3 separate regions of the Sus scrofa genome follow, and regions 1 and 2 are each linked to region 3. A link is a contact called in public HiChIP or PLAC-seq data. All regions are on one chromosome and are shown on one strand. The core of a region is the stretch at or near the end of the contact, and the rest is flanking DNA. Distances in the headings are between cores, read along the strand shown.

Evidence for each region. HiChIP or PLAC-seq counts read pairs in DNA pulled down with a chosen protein or histone mark.
Region 1: a contact with region 3 is called in an H3K27ac HiChIP or PLAC-seq map of alveolar macrophages. The contact joins the enhancer-like site here to the promoter of LOC733637 in region 3. A contact is called at or near these places in 2 of 5 promoter capture datasets (fetal liver and liver), 3 of 47 Hi-C or Micro-C datasets (embryonic fibroblasts, heart right ventricle and liver) and 2 of 2 datasets of contacts at active chromatin or transcription factors (alveolar macrophages and skeletal muscle).
Region 2: a contact with region 3 is called in an H3K27ac HiChIP or PLAC-seq map of alveolar macrophages. The contact joins the promoter of SMCHD1 here to the promoter of LOC733637 in region 3. A contact is called at or near these places in 1 of 5 promoter capture datasets (liver) and 1 of 2 datasets of contacts at active chromatin or transcription factors (alveolar macrophages).

Annotation. Positions count from the first base shown.
Region 1 is chr6:103,948,603-103,952,482 of Sscrofa11.1, forward strand. SMCHD1 (structural maintenance of chromosomes flexible hinge domain-containing protein 1) reads right to left here. Exons shown (of 48, transcript XM_021096138.1): 2 at 3,276-3,351; 3 at 2,115-2,276. The coding sequence starts at 2,154. Among named protein-coding and RNA genes, the nearest start is that of SMCHD1, 36 kb to the right of the region's middle. Within about 2 kb of position 2,554, at least 1 of the 83 cell types and tissues checked has an H3K27ac peak or open chromatin away from gene starts, as enhancers often do. A contact at or near this core is called in alveolar macrophages, where this site is marked.
Region 2 is chr6:103,984,784-103,988,600 of Sscrofa11.1, forward strand. SMCHD1 (structural maintenance of chromosomes flexible hinge domain-containing protein 1) reads right to left here and starts at 1,274. Exons shown (of 48, transcript XM_021096138.1): 1 at 1,117-1,274.
Region 3 is chr6:103,423,239-103,426,862 of Sscrofa11.1, forward strand. It overlaps LOC733637 (myosin regulatory light chain 2 protein), which reads right to left and starts at 1,552. Exons shown (of 4, transcript NM_001244251.2): 1 at 1,427-1,552.

The DNA of each region.
Region 1 (3,880 bases), core at 1,304-3,803, 530 kb after region 3:
CTCTGAGGTCACTCAGCCAGAGTTCAAATCCTAGCTCCAACATGTACTAGCCTCTGGCAAGTTACCCAAAATCTCTTAGCCTCAGTTTCCTCTGCAAAAATAGGGTCATTACCCAATATTAACTAATACATAAGATTAGATTAAATGAGAAAATGCTCATAAAGCACTTGGCACCTGACACTGTAGCTGACAGTAGTAATAATATCAGTAGCAGTCAAGGTAAGGATATACTAAAAGTCACAGGAATATTCAGCCATTTGTAACAAAAGAAGCCCTGAAATAGCCTAAATGTCTAACAGCAGTACACTGTTTAAATAAATTTTTATATAAATACAATATAAGCAAATACATATTAACATATATATAAAAGATGTTCATTTCATTTTAAATTAAAAAGGTTAAAAAAGTACATATCAAATAAAACGATTAAAAAAGAAAAAATACCAAACAATATGAAAAGGTCTGAAATAATAAACACCTAAGTGTTAGTGGCAGCTACATCCAGGTGGTAGAGATAGGGATGTTCTTTATGTTCTTTTTGCTTATCTACATTTTCTAATTTTCTACAAACAATAATGTATACACACACAAAAAAAACTTTAATAAGTAAGTTTATAAAGAACATCGAAATAGTATTAAATGTTTTGGCAGGGTCCAAACAGAAAAGATTCTCTAAATCAATTAGCACACAATCCAAAGGTAGGATAAAAACCGGCAATTAGGAGTTCCTGTCGTGGCACAGTGGTTAACGAATCCGACTAGGAACCATGGAGGTTGCGGGTTCGGTCCCTGGCCTTGCTCAGTGGGTTAAGGATCCGGCGTTGCCATGAGCTGTGGTGTAGGTCAAAGACACGGCTCGGATCCCGCGTTGCTGTGGCTCTGGTGTAGGCTGGCGGCTACAGCTCCGATTGGACCCCTAGCCTGGGAACCTCCATATGCCGCGGGAGTGGCCCGAGAAATGGCAAAAAGACAAAACAAAACAAAACAAAACAAAAAAAACGGCAGTTAGTAAAGGTGGAAGGAAATGACAAAAAACAGAAACTACTTGTTCATGCAGTTCTGCTATACAAATTCCCAAGGTAAAACAAATACTTTCTTAATTGGGAGAGGTCTATGGGAAGCCAGGAAGACTAGATCAGGAGAGTATACAAGAGATGAAAAGATATGTAAGCACCAGTCTCTTGTGAATTGAAAGGAATAAATTCTCATTCTAGGTTAGTTAGTTTATTTATTTATTGTCTTTATGGCCGCACCTGCGGCATATGGAAGTTACCAGGCTAGGGGTCAAATTAGAGCTGCAGCTGCCGGCCTACACCACAGCCACAGCAGTGCCAGATCCGAGCCAAGTCTGCAACCTACACCACAGCTTAGGGCAACACTGGATCCTTAACCCACTGAGCAAGGCCAGGAATTGAACCCACAGCCTCATGGATACTAGTTGAGTTCATTAGTGCTAAGCCACAACGGGAACTCCTAAGTTAGTTTCAAAGGAGAGGTATCTTTACTCTGAAGTAAGATCACCTGAATAGAAAAAGAAATCTACTGTGATGAAGACATGTAGTAAAGAAGCTCACAATGATTGGTCACAGATTTATAGTAAGGTAGAATGAGAGCTTTTTTTTTGGGGGGGGAGAGCACACCCACAGCATGCAGAAGTTCCCAGGGATCAAACCTGTGTCACAGCAGCCATCCAAGCCACTCCAGTGACAATACTGGGTCCACAACCCACTGTGCCACAAGAGAACTCTGAGAGAACGTTTTTATTTTTATTTATTTATTTACTGCCTTTTTAGGGCCATACCCGTGGCACATGGAAGTTCCCTGGCTAGGAGTTGAATAAGAGCTGGAGCTGCCAGCCTACACCACAGTCACAGCAATGCTAGATCCAAGCCACATCTGTGACCTATGCTGCAGCTTGTGGCATTACCTGATCCTTAACCCTCTGAGCGAGGCCAGGGATCAAACCCACATCTTCACGGATGCTAGTCGGGTTTTTTAACTGCTGAGCCACAATACAAACTCCAGAACTTTTTTAAAGTGAAGGAATGGGACACGTGATCAGGAGATAAAGGAGAGTGACAGTTTATTAAAATTAGTAAAAACAGAATACTTACGTAAAGGATTTTGTCCTTCACTTGCATAATATTCATACATGCCACTTTTAACCAATGTGTCATAGTGAGGTAGGAAGTCAATCCGTTCTTTTGTAGCTGTTAGCAGTAACTGATTGACTGTCTGTAGCACGTATAGAGTGACTCCATCCTTAACAGTTTCATCTGTAAGTCAAGAGGTAACATCTTAAATGCTAAGCTAGCATTCAAAGCACAATCAATTTATTATTATTCTTTTGGTCACAACCAAAAGATGAGGCCAAAATTAATTAAATAATTAAATTATACAGGCAAATTCCCAAATAACGAATCAATCTATAAATTCAGTTGTGTTTTGTTATGAATATCAGCAAAACAGGTCCAAATACTTCCACTCATCTGAAATACTCAATTCTTAAAAAGTCAAACTGTCATAGGAAATCAGATGAGGAACTACATTAAAGTGGTATATGAATAAGGAAGAATGATGAAAATCGAAAAGCAATAAGGCACAAAAACTGGCAAGACTTAGAACATAGTTGGTTAAAAAAAAGACAATGGATGTTCAAATTTAGATAAGCAATGAGATCCTGCTATATAACACAGAGAACTATATCTAGTCACTTATGATGGAACATGATGGAAGATAATGTGAGAAAAAGAATGTGTATATATATATATGTGTGTGACTGGGTCACTTTGCTCTACCGTAGACACTGACAGAAAACTATAAACCAACTATAATGAAAAAATCATTAATAAAAATAATAAATGTATATTCAAATTTGGACAGAAATAATTTTATAAATATTTCAATTTTTTTTTAATTCTGTGAAATAAATATTTAGGACTATAACAAAAAAAAAAGAAAAAAAAAGACAATGGAAGAATTCTAGTTAGTCAGGAGAATTAGCTTTTCAAGGGCCCACAAAGAAGGCTTGTGGCTAGATGTTGAGCAAGGTCTCATCTGTAGACATAATGATACCAACTCTTTTTCTGTAATCTTGCTTGAAAAATATGACTTCTGTACAAACTTAGACATATGTAGCCAGTTTCCATCCCCATCCGAAAAAAGTAACCAAAAGCATCAATAGTTTTGTGATGCTTATCTATGTAATAAAATTTACTGCTCTATGATGTACTAGAATATATCAAATATAAAAGCATAAACATAGCATTGCTTACCAAAATTATCACAGGTAATTTCTTTCCTACTTGTTGTTGTAATAACAAATTTCTCTTCAGGTGAAATGGCAAGTGTCTATCCAAAATAAGAGAAATAAAATCAATTATTACACAAAGAAAATAAATGGACTATTCAAGTTTATAAAAATATGAAAATACCGATAAAACAGTGTATCTTAGTACTACAATTAGTGCTACATTTATTTGCATGAAAAGATCAGTCTTAATGTTTTCAAATTTTGCCTTTGTATAATTAAGCACAAATCTATTTATAAATTACCTATTTGCTTAACAAGGTTGATTTTTCTGCTATTATATGTTAGGTCCACACCCACAGCACATGGAGGTTTCCAGGCTCGGAGTCGAATTGGAGCTGTAGCTGCCAGCCTACGCCACAGTCACAGCAACTCAGGATCTGAGCCGCATCCGTGATCTACACCACAGCCCGGAGCAAACAACGGATCCTTAACTCACTGAGCAAGGCCAGGGATCGAATCCACATCCTCACAGATTCTAGTCGGGTTTGTTAACCCATGAAGAGAACTCCTAAGTGAACATTTTCAAAAGGTTTAACAACAGGACCCTCCCAGACAAAAGACTTATTA
Region 2 (3,817 bases), core at 24-2,523, 560 kb after region 3:
AATAACAAAATCAAGGTTCCACATTTGGCAATAGAAGGCGAATTTACACACAGGCTCTATACAAGATTTCAAAGCTCTAAACTTTCACCTGGGGAATCTCTTCCTGCAGCTACCACAACTAGCTCCCTCTTAAAGACTCTATCACCTTCATGAACACAAATCCCCTCCTTAATTCCTGACAGCGCACTTGAGATCCTGCTTGGGTACTCACGCTGTAGTATGCATATGAAAAACTGGAAGGGGTATTTAAGACACAGGTTTCTAGGTTCCTTGCCGAGACATTTTAATCAGTCAAGCAGGAGACTAGGATCCCTTTTTTTTTTTTTTTTTTTTTGCTATTTCTTGGGCCGCTCCCACGGCATATGGAGGTTCCCAGGCTAGGGGTCTAATTTGAGCTGTAGCCGTCAGCCTATGCCAGAGCCACAGCAACGCGGGATCCGAGCCGTGTCTGCAACCTACACCACAGCAACACCGGATCCTTAACCCACTGAGCAAGGGCAGGGACCGAACCCGCAACCTCATGGTTCCTAGTCGGATTCGTTACCACTGCGCCACGACAGGAACTCCCCAGGGTTCCTTATTTTTGACAACTTCAAAGCGATTCTAACAGAGATAGACCAAATACCATATTTCGAGAAACACTGGACCAAGGGGGACAAGGAGGGTGATGAATATATTAAAGAATATAGTATCAGATTTACAAAGTACAGAATCATTTGCAGCTTATAGCCCTTGCCTTCATCTGGGCAGAGAAATCTTAGTAGTCCACTGAACATGTCTCACTTATTTCAAATAGACTCTCCAAACAAAGCTCAGAGATACAAATACAGGTTTCCCCACGGACAGTTTTCCTTTCTGTCTAGGTTTCATTTTCTTGAAAGATGACTAAGCTCTTTCCTAAAAACTGGATACTACTCACCCTCCCCCTACAGGGAAGTCGGTCTGTCACAGAATTAGAATGCAGCTTCCCCAAGAGATATAAAAACATTATAGCTCAGTTACTTTTACTTAACCATATAAATTATGAAAAACAAGGAAAGCTTGTACTTTTCACATTCCTCAAGTCTATTGTTTTTAGTTCTCAATACTTCCATCAATCATTCAGTTCAAGCTGACCTTTGCAAAGCGCAGGCCAGTTCCTCTTCACAGACCCTCCTCCAGCTTGAGGTGACCATCACTCCTCTAATTGCCCCTGCTGTCCATTGGGACTTAGGTCCTAATACTTCTGGAATGTGAGCTAGAAAAGAAACATTCTCCAAAGCAAACAATAAGTTTGCAGAAATAAACACACCTAAATCACCCCGGATACACTGCACCGAGATCTAATCATCCTCATTCCCCGTCATACACAGATGAAGTGTGGACTTTTTCAAGAAAGTTTAGTTGGAAAAAAAATATGCAAAAGTACTCTCGGTTTTCATGTTTTTGTTCTTCAGTTTTAGAATAGATGTTTCCTGCTTCTACAGCTGTTGGGTGTGTCTCTCCTCCTGTTCCTGTGCTCTAAATCTAAAAAAAAAAAAAAAAAAAAAAAAAAGCCTTCTCAAAAAAGAAGAAAGAAGCTGAGCAGAGTCACAAGTATACAAACACCCACAAAGGTGTACACATGATACTTTACATGGTTCCATGAACAGTTTAGACTTTCAGATTCACAGCATCTCAGCTCTTTTTGAGAATGTTTTTGCCTTTTGCGGCAAAACTAAATTTGTCCAACCCCCCCCCTTTTTTTACAGAACAAAGGGAAGTGTATACCAATTCGTGTATTGTGTCCAACTTTGCTAGACTAAAAACTGCTGGCAACACAAAGCCAAATTCCTCAAGGTGTTCTAGCTCGAAGCCAACCACAACAGGAAGGGGAAGTAGAGTTCGTGCTCAATATAATTTTGCTCTTCTCTCCACACATGCCTAAGTCTTCTCATGGAGTAGAGGACCCATGGAAGTGTGGGAAACAACTTCTGAGTATCCAAGGTCAAGGTTCATCTTAGATATTCCAACAACTGCTGAGTGGCCTCTCACCTCCACACAAGCTATGTTCTGCATACTCCTCTGCTCGGTTGAAATTTTCCTCAAGTACTCTTCTAGAATCACAACTGCTGAGACTTTTTCCATGGCCTTCTAGTCAGCCAAATTACCTTCCCTAACCAGGGCTTCTAGCTCTAATTAGGACCTGAAAAAGTGCAGAGCAACTTTGCTGGCAGTCAGACTGTGATGGACAATGTTTTCAGTAGGACACAGGCCACCAAGACATTGTTTCTAACCAAACATAGTTAAGGCTATACTGCAGTTGCAAAAAGGACTAATAAGCCATCCTTTCTTAAAATCAACTGGCACAAGCCTGGACCCCATTCCATCTTACTGAGACATGGCATGATTGGCTCCACCTCGCTGCAGCTAGTTCAATAAACCCAACTTGTTTCTATCAGTGTGGCCTGGTGGCCTTTTCTTTGGTTGTTGGGCTTTATCTGGCTTTGGCTGGCTTGGTGGCTTCTTCAACTCTGAATGTCCCAAAGAATTGGAGTCACTTAACTCTCCCTCGCCCAGAAGCCACATTTTTCTTTTCTTCTTTTTTTTTTTTTTTGCTTTTTAGGGCCGAATCCAGGCTAGGGGTCAAATCAGAACTGTAGCCGCCGGCCTACACCTAAGCCACAGCAACGCGCGATCTTAGCCAAGTCTGCAACCTACACCACAGCTCACGGCAATGCTGGATCCTTAAACCCCTGAGTGAGGACAGGGGTCAAACCCACAACCTCATGGTCCCTTGTCAGATTTGTTTCCACTGAGCCACTATGGGAACTCCACACATTTTTCTATTTATTGGTTTTAATTCCCCCATTTCCCTTTTTCTGCCCCAAGATAGAGCTTTCCTCAAGGAAAGACACCAGAACACGCTGCTTCCAGTTCCCAGATAGCCGATTCCTCACCTTCTATTCAACTACAGGTTGAGAGCATCCACTTGGTGGGGGTGGAGTGGGGGGTGAGGAAGCTGGAATTTGCTGCCTTGGGTATTTGCTCCTTGCTCACTACCTTCCATCTGAGATTTCCCACTGGAGGTGTCTGAGCCATTCAGCCTCGCCCCTTCTCCACAGCCAACTTCCTTTTGGCCCGATTCAATTTCACATCTTCCATTGCTCGTCTGAGAACAGACAATTTCAAATAACCAGCTGTTTCACCTCTCTGAATCCCTCTTCCAAAAGGTGAGGCATGAGGGTGTCCGTTTAAGAGCAGATCTGGGATTCCTTTTCCCGGGTCCAAATACCTTGAACCTTGACCCTTGACCCTCCTGGTGCCTGGAAAACCAAGACTGTTAAACAGACCTAACCTCATCTCCCCTACTCCAAAGCTGTCAGATACCCAGGGAATCAGTTCCACAACCATTCATTTCTCTCCAGGCTTGTTGGTGGAGTTTTATATTCTCCATTATCATGAGCAAAGGACCTAAAGGCCTTCTCTTCAGAGTCTGGACAACTACCTTATTCTCTAATTTGTAGAGAACAGATACTCTTTCTACTTCTGAGGCCAAAAGATAAGCAGGAAGTAATTTTTCTCTGTAATGACACTGCTCTGCCTGTATGCATGTATCCTCTTTTTTTTTTTTTTTTATTTTTGTGGCTGCACCTGGGGAATGTGGAAATTCCTGGGCCAAGAATGGAACCCAAGCCACAGCAGTGACCTAAGCACTGCAGTGACACTGCCAGGTCTTTAACCCACTGTACCACAAGGGAACTCTGTATGCTCTTCTAGGCACAATACCCAGTGACTTCCTTAAGACTTATTTCTACCAGTGAACAGACTAGCTTCTTGAGCACAGATCTCTTTCTCT
Region 3 (3,624 bases), core at 302-2,801:
GTGTTAAGACTAGATTTAAGGGATGGAGAAATGGAAAATAAAGATCCTCACACCAAGGGCAACCAGAAGATTTTTTTCAGAATTTCTAGATACTCTGGTTTCATTTGTAAAATGGGATTAATCCCATTACAAATTAATCAACATTACACTATATTACTCTAGTTAGAATCCTAGATTCCAGCATTTATAGTGGTAATAAGTGTAAACTGAGCTGAAGACTTTTTCTACTACAGAACACTCAAATTGACCAGTATTCTGGAAACATGTTCTTTAAGGAAAAACTCTCATTTCAGAAAACACCTCCTAGTACGACAGCACAGTGTCTGCTTTCCGAGTCCAGACCAAATCTACTGATTTGTCTCATTTAAACAATAAACCTTTTTCCAAGCTAAATAGATATATAACTTTTTGGTGCCAACCACAGTTTTTTAAAAGTACATTTTCAGGGTGGTGCTTCCGTTCCAACTAAACCAAGTTTTCAATTCCTTTGCAAACTTCCGGTTAAAGGTAGGAACAGTTCCCTTAGACTGCCACACCCAAAAAGTTCTCAGCACTTGACAAAGGCAATTCTTTGTCGGGGTTCACTGAGAGTAAAGCCTCACTTTTGAAAATAAAAAGCTCTCTGGTCAAGTTTTATCGAATGCCTTCCAGAACATGAAACAAACAGCAATAATTTTAAGAAATACTCACTTTCTTCACCTTTAGATATAAAACTTTGTGCGCTGAAGTTAAAATCTCACCTGAACGCTTATTTCTACTCCAAGTTCTGTAAAGAACTGACATACTCTTTGATAAACCAATTCAACTACTATAAAAAGAAACACTTTGGGAAACTGATATAACCCCAAGTCTCCACCCAAAAGGAATGTGGTGGTGTATTATGGAATTTTTCTGAAGCCGCAAATTAAACACCAAACCTCCCTTTGCCCAAATATCACTTAAAACAAAGTTCTAATTACAGAATGGACACTGAGCTGAGGAAGATGCTAATTTGAGGTGGTTATTCCAACTAAACGTAGCCACACAGCTGCAACAACAGCTGCAGCGGGGAGGTGCGCCGGAGTGGTGGTGGGGGAGGCAATGGGCTACAGTTTTTGCGCAAACTCTTGAATCCGGCAAGTTTACGTTAGAAACTAAACTTAGTCCCAGAGTCAGATCCGCGGGGCTCGGGTTTCCCAGGCCGGCTGTCGCCCAAGCTCGCGGCGCCAGCAGGCTAAGCCACATTTCCTGACCTCCAAGTCTGGCAAAATTGGCATCTGGGCCGTTTCCGGCCCCCGGCTTTTGATACTGGAGCTGGCCCTTGGGCTCGAAACCCACGAAGCGGCTGGTACATCTGCCCAGGTGCGCTCCCGGTACCACGGAAGCACCGCTGCTCATCAGCCGCCCCACGGGTATGCGGCCAGAATGAGCCCCAAGCACCACTCACCCTGCTCAGCCGCAAGAATCCGATTGCTTCGGGTACCCCCTCGCTGCCTCGGCTGCCGCTACTAACTCGCTTCCAATACCAGAGCCGCTACAATCCAACACTTCCGGCCTCCGCCTAGCGAACCGGAAGGAAGTCGAGTCACCATTCTGGGCTAACACTGTGAGCCTGGGTTAACGGAAGGGCGACGGGGCAGGGGTGTTGCCAGTATGCTCCAAGGGCGTAATTTTGACCGACTGCATTGCAAGAAAGTATCAATTGGGCAGCCTAGCACATAGAAAAACGTTAAATGGTTCATTGGGACTAATGACTAAGTTTTAGTCTTTTTTATACCCCCTTTTACAAAGTAAGCTTTTCTTTCCCCCCTTTTCTGTTGGCAAATGGGTGAGTCTCTCCTGTGGGTTTGCCCCTCCGCACATTCCAAAGCCCGGCTAGGGGCGGGGCTCGGCAGCCGAAGTCCTTGTAGGGAAATCGCGGAGATATTTCGCGGCTCACGTGAGTGGCCTTCGCCCCGCCTCCGAGTGCCCGGCCCCTGGCGCCGAGCAGTCCTGCGCCTGCGCCTGGGGCTCGCCTCAGGTTGACCTGGGAGTTTTTGGTTCTCCTGAGGGTCCAGCACGGCTAGCGTACCTCAAGATGAGGCCTTTAGGCGAGAGATTTGATTTCTGTGTACCATGTTATTTTATAAAGGGTCGCGCCCCTCCGTCAGGAGCAAACATTGTGAAGTCCCGGGGGCCCCCAGCGAAGCGGCCACTATCTCTGCCCCAGAAGGATCTCCTCAGGCCAAGGCAGGCGGAAGACTTATTCCCTCTTCAGAAAGTTTGGGGTTCTGTTTCCCACCGGAGCTTCTTGAGTCCCCGACAACAGGGAGAACCTGTCTCCATCGGGCTCTGAGGGAAGACCCGCGACCCACAGCGTGGAGCTTCCTAACCACGCCCATGCCTCTCAGGGTGCCTGGTGAAAAGAGTAAGAAGTCTGGCCTATAGTTTCTCAGTTCTCCTTTCCCAACACAGCTTCAGACACTGCGTCGCCCAATTCTGCCCTCCTCTGTCCAGTCTGGCAAGTGCGGCGACGAAGGAGTGGGCTGGAGCCCATGACACTCCAGGTCACCCCAAAGCCGGGCTTGGGAGCCTGGTCTGGCTCACCAGGCCAGAGCAGTTCTGAGGCTTGGGGTCCCCTCGAAAGCCGCTCTCACCCTGCTGACAAGAAAGGTAAAAGCTGCAGAGTAATGCACTCGGGATGTGATTAAGCTACACCTTCAAAGACCTCAGGAGCATTTCCTCTGTTTTGTTTTGTTTTTGTCTTTTTAGGTCCGCACCTGCAGCAGATGGAAGTTCCCAGGCTAGGAGTCAAATTGAAGCTGCAGCTCTTGGCCTACACCACAGCCACAGCCACACCAGATCCGAGATGCGTCTGCCATCCGAGCTACACCACAACTCATGGCAAGGCAGGGCCCTTAACCCACTGAATGGGGGCCAGGATGAACCTGCATCCTCATGAGTACTAGCTGGGTTCTAAACCGCTGAACCTTGGGAACACCAGTCTCTTAACCAATAATATATTCCAAAGTTCACTTAGAGGCCAAGTCACTGAAAAATAAGTAGCTCTCCTAATTCTCCAGAATAATTGAAACAAAGATGATTAGTTTACTAAACAGCTTTAATAGTGAGAATCCTTTGGAAGGGGGTGGCTACTATCTAAAAATACAAAATATTGGGTACTCCCATCTCGAACCTGCTGAATCAGAATCTTCTAGAGCAGGAGTTCCCGTCATGGCTCAGTGGTTATGAATCTGACTAGGAACCATGAGGTTGAGGGTTTGATCTCTGCCCTCGCTCAGTGGGTTAAGGATTTGGTGTTGCTGTGTCTGTGGCCAGCAGCTATAGCTCTGATTGGACCCCTAGCCTGGGAACCTCCGTATACCGCGAGTGTGGCCCTAAAAAGACAAAAATTAAAAAAAAAAAAAAAATCTAGGGCAGCTTCTGGGTAGCTGTCAATTTAACAGGGGTCCTAAGCGACTCTTATCACCAAAGGTGGGAACTCAGAGCTAGATGGCTTAGAGTCTAAGATGGGGCAGTGACACATTCCAGATGCCCAGGTCAGGGACTGCAGATGATGGGTCTTGGGGCCTGGCTTGGCATCCTGCACCCTGCAGTGCTCACACACCTCCACGGAGCGGTGGCCTGTCACCAGGGGGCGCTGGG